2 separate regions of the Macaca mulatta genome follow, and region 2 is linked to region 1. Evidence: chromatin contacts called from public Hi-C data. All regions are on one chromosome and are shown on one strand. Each heading gives the region's core, a stretch centred on a gene start, on an enhancer-like site or on the middle of the called end of the contact. The rest is flanking DNA. Distances are from core to core; before and after follow the strand shown. Region 1 holds the start of DNAJC30 (DnaJ heat shock protein family (Hsp40) member C30). Region 2 holds the start of ABHD11 (abhydrolase domain containing 11).

Region 1 (5,092 bases), core at 1,104-3,603:
CTTGAGCCACCGCGCCCGGCCGATAATGTATTTTCTTTAACCCAATATGTTCAAAGTACCACTTCAACATATAATCGACATAAAAAGTCAGCAGTAAGGACCGGGCCTGGTGGCTCACGCCTATAATCCCAGTACTTTGGCAGGTCAAGGCAGACGGATCCCGTGAGCAACTTACCAGATCCTTGGGCAACGCAGCAAAACCCCCTCTACACAAAAAAATTACACCAACTAGCCGGGCGTGAAGTGGTGCGCCTGTAGTTCCCAACTACAGGCGAGGTTGCAGCCACTGCAGCACTTCAGCCTGGGCGACAGAATGAGACCCTGTCTCACACACACACAAAAATATCAAGCTATTTCAGCCAGCGTGGTGGCGAGTGCCTCTAGTTCCGGCTACTGGGGAGGATGGCTTGAGGCTGCAGTCGGCAGGGATCATGCCATGGTACTCCTGCCTGGGCAACAGACAGACCCTGTCCGTAAAAAAAGAAACGGTATCCAATAGCTATTTATTGATTGACTGAGTCAGGGTCTCACTCTGTCGCCAAGGCTGGAGTACAGTGGTGCGATTGCAGCTCACTGCAACCTCTACCTCTCAGGTTCAAGAGATTCTCCTGCCTCAGCCTCCCATAGGCTGGCTAATTTTTGTATTTTCAGTAGAGATGGGATTTCACCACGTTGGCCAGGTTGGTCTCGGAATTCCCTACCTCAGGTCACCATCCGCCTCGGCCTCCCAAAGGGCTGGGATTACTGGCATGAGACCCCACGCCCAGCCAATAGCCATTTACTTAAATAGGACTAGTCTCTCAGTGAAAAAGCATGGAAAAACCACAAAATACCTTTTTTTTTTTTTTTTTTTTGAGACAAAGTCTTTCTCTGTCGCCCAGGCTGGAGTGCAGTGCCATGATGCCGGCTCACTGCAACCTCCCCGTTCCGGGTTCGAGCGAATTCTCCTGCCTCAGCCTCCCGACTAGCTGGGATTACAGAAGTCCGCCATCGCGCCCGACTAATTTTGTGTTTTTAGTAGAGCTGGGGTTTCGCCATGTTGGCCAGGCTGGTCTCGAACTCCTGACCTCAGGTGATCCGCCCGCCTCGGCCTCCCAAAGTGTTGGGATTACAGGCGTGAGCCACTGCGCCCGCCTCCGCCCCCATCTCTTTTTTTTTCTTCTTTTTTTTTTTAAAAACGAGGTGCGGTGGCTCACGCCTGCAATCCCAACAGTTCAGGAGACAAAGGCGGGAGGATCACTTGAGCCCTGGGATTGGACCACGTTGGGCAACACGGCGAGACCCCGTCGCTACAAAAAATTAAAAAAATACGCCACGCGCGGTGGCGCGCGCCTGTGGTCCCAGCTACTGGAGAGGCCGAGGGGAGCCACCACGCCCGCCTAATTTTTTTATTTCTGGGGAGAGACGGGGGCTCGCGACGTTGCCCAGGCTGGTCTCGAACTCTCAAGCTCAAGCGATCCTCCCACCTCAGCCTCCCAAAGCGCTGGGACTGCTGAGATTACAGGCGTGAGCCATCCCCACCTGGCCACAACTCTGTAGTTCGTACAAACCACCCTCTATGAAATTCAGACAATAACACACCAACGGCTGTCGCGAACATTTATTGGCAAACAAGGCGCCACGATAAGCATCCTACGGATACCAATTACTTCCTTCCCCCGACCAAGACTGACCCCAAGCCCGTACCCACCGCCCAGCGCCTCTTTTACCACATGCTTACGACAAGTTGTCACACTCGACTTTAAAAACCACCCACGGAAAAGCAAGCGCGATCACCCCTACCTCAACGCTGAGATACCGAGGCCCAGAGAGATCGGCAAAGTTGATTTACCAGAGACAGAAAAGGCACCCACCCGGGTCCTTCCCTCCCCGCACCCCCAAATTCCACGAGCTTTCTGGGTAACGCCAGCAACCGGGACAACTTGCCGCTTCCCGACCCCCGGACACCGCGCAGCACTCGGGCTCCACTCACTTGCGAACGTATTTCCGGGCTTCTTTCTCATCATAAAACTGCAAAAAAAAAAGAAAAAGAAATGGCAGGTAGTGGAGGAATTCAGACGCGGCGGCCGTAGAAGTGGGAAGAGGGGTGCCCGCGGGCCCCGGAACTTACCAGCTCCGGTGGTCCACCGTGCTCCGGACGCCGGCCGCGAGACGCCATACTCACGCCTCAGCAGCACGCCTGCGAGTGGCGTTTCCCGGAACCCGGTTTTTATGTCATCAGCCCGGCGACCACTTGGTAATACGCATGCTCCACCCCTCCTCGCCCGCCCCCCTTACGTGATTGGCTACAGGGCGACCAACCGGCGCCTCTCATTGGCCAGTTTCTCTTGCACCGCCCGCCTAATCAATTCAAGATGGCAGCCATGCGCAGGGGATGGTGGTCGCGGCTGTTACCGTGGAGGTTGCTGCAAGCCCGTGGCTTTCCACTAAATTCTACACCCGGCCTGGGCCTGGGAGCGAGGACTTATTCTCAGGGCGACTGCTCGTACTCGCGCACGGCGCTCTATGATCTGCTCGGCGTCCCCTCCACAGCCACGCAGGCCCAAATCAAGGCGGCTTACTACCGTCAGTGCTTTCTCTACCACCCGGACCGCAACTCTGGGAGCGCGGAGGCTGCCGAGCGCTTCACGCGCATCTCCCAGGCGTACGTGGTGCTGGGCAGTGCCACCCTCCGTCGTAAGTATGATCGCGGCCTCCTCAGCGACGAGGACCTGCGCGGACCCGGCGTCCGGCCCTCCAGGACGCCCGCACCCGACCCCGGCTCGCCGCGTCCCCCGCCGCCCACTTCTCGGACCTACTACGGTTCTCGGGCCGCCCCCGGCGCCAACCGCACGATGTTCAACTTTGACGCATTCTACCAGGCCCACTACGGGGAACAACTGGAGCGGGAACGGCGCCTGAGGGCCCGGCGGGAGGCCCTTCGCAAAAGGCAGGAGAATGCGTCCCTGAAAGGCCTCCGCTGGGAGGAGACCCGAGACGTGGCTGCCATTTTCCTCGTCTTCTCAATCTTCATCATCATCGGCTTTTATATTTAATCGGAGAGAGGAGGGAAGGGGAGTGTCCCCAGCCAACCCCCCAAAAACGGCCTTTTTTCCTGCCTCTGAACCCTTGGCCATTGATAGTCTAACCTCTGCTGAGATCCGAAGGAACTGTACTCCCCCTGCCCTCCCCGACCCGCCCAGCTTAGCCGATGACCTGCACATCCCTTCACTATGGTCCAGAAAAGGAGGTCTCTCGACGTTTAAGAAAAAGGCCCCACGCTGAAGAGTCCCGAAAGCCCAGGAGTTAAGGGGTTCCTGGAGTCTCTAGGGTACTTCTTCCAGAGTTTGTCTTCCTGCTTCCAGATGTAGTCAACTTCTGGAACACTCGCTGTAGCTTTATTGTAAAGCTCCGAGCAAGATTTATCTGCTCCTGCCCCGCGTGTGTACGGTGGGCCTCCTCTGTAACCTTGAAATGTGCAATGTGACCAATTGTTGGCTGCCAAAAGAAAAGGTCCGGGGTTATACGAAACTTGTCTTTCTGTGAGTTCCCCAAGCCGCAGGTGAGACCTGGTACAGGTTAAGAATGGGATCAGTGGAGAGCCTGCCATTCCTTCAGCTAAGGTCAGGCCCCTGGGGCGCTCCCCCTTCTGTTGATAGCATGTGGGAGTGAGAAAACAAAGTCATTGAGCGTAAGGAATGAGTGTTCCTGTGCCCGTATTTAATGTGTGACCTTGGAGAAGTTACTCTGTGGGCATGACAGCAGAGGAGAAAATCATTTGGCATCTTAAGGTCTGTCATGCTTTATTATCCATAGTTTTTGGGGTTTGTTTTGTTTTGTTTTGTTTTGTTTCTGAGGTGGAGTCTTGCGCTCTGTTGCCTAGGCTAGAGTGAAGTGGTGCGATCTTAACTCACTGCAACCTCCACCTCCCAGGTTCAAGCGATTGTCCTGCCTCAGCCTCCTGACTGTGTAGCTGGGATTACAGGCTCCCGCCACCACACCTGGTTAGTTTTTTGTTATTTTTAGTAGATACGGGTTTCACCATCTTGGCCAGACTGGTCTCGAACTGCTGACCTCAGGCTGTCTACCCGCCCAGCCTCCCAGAGTGCTGGGATTGCAGGCATGAGCCACCGCGCCTGGCCTATTAGCCATAGTTCTAATCCACAGGGATTACAGCATGATGCTAGCAGGGCCAGGTTCATCCTTGGGACAGTGTGGCTGTCACCTGGCTCTCCCTTTACCAGCCAGCCCCATTGCGCACTGTGCAGCCCCTCCCCTCCCAGAAACAGAGTGACAAACTCCGCGCTTGAGTCCCTGTTCCTGTTTAACCTGCAATGCTTTTATCACAGGCCCTTTCTTAATTTTTTAGACGAGGCTGCTTGAGGCTGCAGTAAACTTTGGGGCTTTGGGAGTACACAGGACTACTGAGGGACAGGGGCTTGGTGTTTAAGGTGGAGACTTGGTTCTTAATGCAGAGCTGGCTAAAGGTGTGTTGTTTTTTCCGCTCTGTTTCTAATTCATGTTAAGTAGTTGGTCATCACTTTGGTCAGAGCTGCTGCTGTAGCTCTCTTAACTGTGAGTCACTGGATGTCGGCAGTGAGTTGGCTGTGAGATTGTAGGTGCTCAAGTGTTTATGCACCGGACTGAGTGTAAATCTGTAAAAGGGGAAAATCCTCGCAAGAGGTCTATGAGAAGGATGAGGGCCCAAGTCTAGGGTCTAAACAAAGCTAGGAGTGGTTTGGTATATTACTGAGTGCAATAATTGCATGCAATTCCTGCACTCAATATATTGTGTAAAATCCTCAGGTAGAATGAGATATACCCACAGCTGGTCCTACTTGGCCTCTTGAAAACTATTCCATCATTGTGCCAATCTCTATCCGGAAAAGGAAAAAAAAAAGGAAAAACATTCAATTATCTCTTGCCTTGGAGGTTGGGGTATGCTCCTAGTCAGGGCTTTGCAGCGACCATATGATGCAATAGTGAAGATCTGGGGCCTGGCACAACACTTTGGGAGGCTGAGGCGGGTGGATCGCTTGACCTCAGGAGTTGGAGACCAGCCTGGGCAGCACAGCAAAACCCCACCTCTACAAAAATCACGAAAATTAGCCGG
Region 2 (4,734 bases), core at 1,426-3,925, 56 kb before region 1:
GAGAAAGAGAATCGCTTGAACCCGGTGGAGGTTGCAGTGCGCTGAGATTGTCCCACTACACTCCAGCCTGGGCAACAGAGAGAGACTCTGTCTCAAAACAAACAAACAAACAAAAAGCACCTTTGAAATACTATTGTTCTGAATCTTCAACCCTCATGCCCTTCATCCACCAACTCTAGACAAACACCCTCCAAGGACCCCTCCCAGGCCTGGGACCAGCCCCCATCCAGGGCTCAGATGTCCTCATCACTCCCCTAATTACTATGCGAGAAACAAATGATCGCACCACCTGGTGTGCTTAGAGTCCCCGGTGACCTCAGCCCTCCTCAGATTAGAACCAAACACCTAAGAGTCCCATTAGGCAGGAGATGGAGCTTTACAGAGTTAGGACACATCCTCAGCTCGGCCAACATGGTGAAACCCCATCTCTACGAAAACCAGTAAAAATCAGCCGGGTGTGGTGGTACACGCCTGTAGTCCCAGCTACTCAGGAGGCTGAGGCATGAGAATTGCTTGAACCCGGAAGGCGGAGGTTGCAGTGAGCCGGGTTCCAGCCTGGGCGACAGAGCCAGACCCTGTCTCAAAAAAAAAAGTAATGGCCAGGCGCAGTGGCTCATGCCTGTAATCCCAGCACTTTGGGAGGCTGAGGTGGGTGGATCACCTGAGGTCGGGAGTTTGAGACCAGCCTGACCAACGTGGAGAAACTCAGTCTCTACTAAAAATACAAAATTAGCCGGGCATAGTGGCGCATGCCTGTAATCCTAGCTACTTGGGAGGCTGAGGCAGGAGAATCACTTGAACCCAGGAGGTGGAGGTTGCAGTGAGCCGAGATCACACCACCGCACTCCAGCCTGGGCAACAAGAGCGAAACTCCGTCTCAAATAATAATAATAATAATTAATTATTTAAAAAAGAGTTAGGACTCATCCTATGGGTCCTGGACCGCCCTAAGGAGGTGGGGGAGGGGCCAGTATAAGACTAGCTGGCCCAGGTGTCATCTCCAGGAGAGCCACTAACCCAGCCACCTGCAGAACTTTCACATAAGCATTTCCCAGCGCCCTGAAGCTCTCGATGACTATCACTACTTTGCACCAGATGAACAAGACATGGCTCCTGCTGTGGACGCACACAGGGAGGGCCGCCTCTATAATACTACACAGTAGCCTCTGAGAAATGCTTCGAGAACGTTCGATCAAAGAGATTAGTTTTAACTCAGAAAATCTGGGAAGGCTTGAGGAGGCAGCAGTTATACAAGGCCTTAAAAGGCCTATAGCTGGCCAGGTGCAGTGACTCAAGCCTGTAATCCCAGCTGGGAGGCCGAGACGGGTGGATCACGAGGTCAGGAGATCGAGACCATCCTGGCTAACACGATGAAACCCCGTCTCTACTAAAAATACAAAAAAATTAGCTGGGCGTGGTGGCGGGCACCTGTAGTCCCAGCTACTCAGGAGGCTGAGGCAGGAGAATGGCCTGAACCCGGGAGGCGGAGCTTGTAGTGAGCCGAGATCTGGCCACTATACTCCAGCCTGGGCGACAGAGCGAGACTCCATCTCAAAAAAACAAACAAACAAACAAACAAAAAAACAAAAACAAAAAAGCTTATAGCCGAGGCCAGGCATGGTGGCGCACACCTGTAGTTCCATCTGCTCAGGGGGCTGAGGCGGGAGGATCACTTGAGTCAAGGAGTTCCAGACCAGCCTGAAACTGTCCCCTTGCTATGCCTAGAACATAGCAAGACCCTATCTCTACAAAACAGAAAAAAATTAGCCAGACATGATGGTACACATCTGTGGTCCCAAGATATTCGGGAGGCTGAGGCAGGAAGATTGCTTGGGCCCGGGAGGAAGAGGTTGCAGTGAGCCATGATTGTGCCACTGTACTCCAGCCTGGGGTGACGCAGTGAAACCCTGTCTCAGAAAAAATAAAATAAAAGCCATATACCTGAGATGGGAGGGTTGCTTGAGGCCAGGAGCTGGAGACCAGCTTGAGCAAGGTAGCAAGACCCTTCTCTAAAAAAAATTTTGTTGGGCCAGGTGTGGTGGCTCATGCCTGTAATCTCAGCACTTTGAGCTCAAGAGTTCGAGACCAGCCTGGGCAACATAGCCAAGACCCTGGTTCTATTTAAAAAAAAATTTTTTTTTTTGAGATGGAGTCTCGCTCTGTTACAGAAGCTGGAATGCAGTGGCAAGATCTTGGCTCACTGCAACCTCCATCTCCCAAGTTCACAGGATTCTCCTGCCTTACCCTCCCAAGTAGCTGGAACTTACAGGGCCGTGCCACCAGGCCTGGCAATTTTTTTTTTTTTGAAACGGAGTCTGTCTCCATTCCCGAGGCTGGCGTGCAGTGGCGCAATTTCAGCCCACTGCAACCTCCGCCTCCTGAGTTCAAGCGATTCTCCTGCCACAGCCTCCCGAGTAGCTGAGATTACAGGCACCTGCCACCATGCCCAGCTAATTTATGTATTTTTAGTAGAGACGGGGTTTCGCCATGTTGGCCAGGGTGGTCTTGAACTCCTGGCCTCAGGTGATCCACCCGCCTCAGCCTCCCAAAGTGCTGGGATTACAGGCGTGAGCCACCACGCCCAGCCTAAAAAAAAATTTTTAACCATGATTCTGAAAGAAAGAAAAAAAAAAGTTAAAATTAGTCTGCGCCTGTAGTCCCAGATTCTCGGGAGGAAAAGGCGGGAGGATCGTTTGAGCCCAGGAGGTCGAGGCTGCAGTGAGCTACGGTCGTGTCACTGCACTCCGGCCTGGGCGAGGGTAAGACCCCCCACCAAAAAAAAAGTATAGGACTCGGGCAACTGGCTATCTGGAAGACAGACAGCACCCCAGCAGGAGGAGGTGGGGTATGGAGAAGACCTTGAAAGGCAGGGTGCCCGATAGGGGAGTATGAGAACGGAGAGTACGGGCGGAAAAGCAGGCGGGATCAGAGTGGGAGAGGCTCCCCCAAATGTAAAGGGGACAGAGGGGCTTGGGGGAGAGCTCTAGAGTGCCCCCGAGCTCCTTCTAGATCGACGACTCCAGAATGGATGGGTGCCTGTGCTCCGCCCAGCCTGCCCCGGCCCCCAGCAGTGGAGCACGGCGCCACCACACTGGCGCTCCGCCGCCCAGAGCCACACTGGCGCCACTCGCCCCCGCCGGCGGCACAGAAACGATGGCAGCCACCCAGGTCAGTGAGCGACGACAGGTGCGGGGCGGGAACCGAGGCCCAAGCTGCAGCACAGAACCGAGCACGCGCAGAGCGGCGCAGACCGAATTCCCAGACCTTAGGGCGGTAGGGTCCCGACTCCTCGCGCGGATTCTATGCTGGGCGGGGCTTCGCGAGGGGCGGGGCAAACGCCTTGGGTGGCCCTGCCTAGGGCGTGGCCAGGTGCGGCGCTCAGGGCGACCGGCGCAAGGCCTGCGGGGATTACGTAATGGCGTAAGGGGCCGGGATGGAGGCGGGGCCGGACCGTTCTCGGGGATTACGTAAGGAAACGTGACCGAGGGCGGAGAATCCGCGATGGGGGCGGGGAGAGGGCGTGGCTCAAGTCGGAACTGGGCGGGGCTCAAGACGGAACTGGGCGGGGCTCCGAGCGAGAGCGGAAGAAGGAGCGTGGGTAGGCCGTACCTTGCGAGGTGCGAGCCGGACAACGTGCTTGCAAGCATGCTCCGCTGTACCCGAGCCTGGAGGCTCCCCCTTGAGGGGCTCGGCCCGCACACTCCTAGCTTCGCGAGGGTGCCTGTCGCACCCAGCAGCAGCGGCGGCCGAGGAGAGGCCGAGCCGAGGTCAGTCAGGGGCACCGGGCGGGAGGCGCCCTGTCCTCCTTTTCCTGCCGGGCCCCGACGGCCCCATATCCTCCCCGTCGCCTCCCAGGCCTCTCCCCCAAAGCCCTTTCCCCTACCCCTTTCCCCGCCTCCACCGGTTCAGACCCTAACGCGGATCCTTCCCCTGCCAGGCCGCTTCCGCTTTCCTACAGCCTTCTGGACGGGGAGGCAGCCCTCCCGGCCGTCATTTTTCTGCACGGGCTCTTCGGCTGCAAAACTAACTTCAACTCCATCGCCAAGGCCTTCGCCCAGCAGACAGGACGTAGGGTGCGCTTCCGAGTGGGCGGGGCCTGGGAGGAGGCGGGGCTGGGGCGTCCCGCTTCTCGGGGTCCCGCTCCTCACGCTGAGTATGGACCCTGAACGGCAACCCCGTTTGTTCCCTCACGTTGCCGTCTTCATTAATTCATGTTGTAGATCTCAATCGGCGCTGGCCAATGACTAGGCGCCTGCACCCTTTCCATGAAGGGGCCTGCTTGTTTCCTAGGGATGACCTGGAGCTCACCACCTCTTATGGCAGCCCGTTCTTCTGTGCTCCTACTGTTGGAAATTCCTGGAGTCTCGTTCCTGGCATTCTCCGGGATTACCCCCCAGCCTGGCCAGCCCTTCAGAGACGTGGTCACAACCCTGGGGCCTGCTCTTCTCTGGCAGAGTGGCCCCAGGTTCTTCATCTGGGCCTTCTAGGTCTGGAAACTGGGCCCTCCCACCATCTGGGCCCTTCCCCTCTGCAGGGTGTATCCCCAGGCTCTCCACACCCTTGACCTGCTGTCCCTACAAGGCCTTTGGCTGTCTACCCTAGAATGGGGATACCAGCGCAGCTCTGTCTCACCCCACTCCCCAGGTGCTGACGGTGGATGCTCGTAACCACGGTAACAGCCCCCACAGCCCAGACATGAGCTACGAGATCATGAGCCAGGACCTGCAGGACCTC

Evidence for each region. Hi-C and Micro-C count contacts between places; a contact is called where the count stands out from the background.
Region 2: a contact with region 1 is called in a Hi-C map of blood, with 5 times the contacts expected there. The contact joins the promoter of ABHD11 here to the promoter of DNAJC30 in region 1. A contact is called at or near these places in 2 of 14 Hi-C or Micro-C datasets (CD4 T cells and blood).

The regions. Positions count from the first base shown.
Region 1 is chr3:51,175,390-51,180,481 of T2T-MMU8v2.0, reverse strand. DNAJC30 (DnaJ heat shock protein family (Hsp40) member C30) reads left to right here and starts at 2,353. Exons shown (of 1, transcript NM_001194544.3): 1 at 2,353-3,695. The coding sequence starts at 2,355. The coding sequence ends at 3,035. It overlaps BUD23 (BUD23 rRNA methyltransferase and ribosome maturation factor), which reads right to left and starts at 2,183. Exons shown (of 12, transcript NM_001266959.1): 1 at 2,111-2,183; 2 at 1,973-2,010. The coding sequence starts at 2,158. It overlaps LOC144339753 (a long non-coding RNA gene), which reads left to right. Exons shown (of 4, transcript XR_013415128.1): 4 at 1,482-2,034.
Region 2 is chr3:51,231,988-51,236,721 of T2T-MMU8v2.0, reverse strand. It overlaps ABHD11 (abhydrolase domain containing 11), which reads left to right and starts at 2,675. Exons shown (of 7, transcript XM_077996545.1): 1 at 2,675-2,759; 2 at 3,010-3,273; 3 at 3,938-4,073; 4 at 4,645-4,734. The coding sequence starts at 3,029.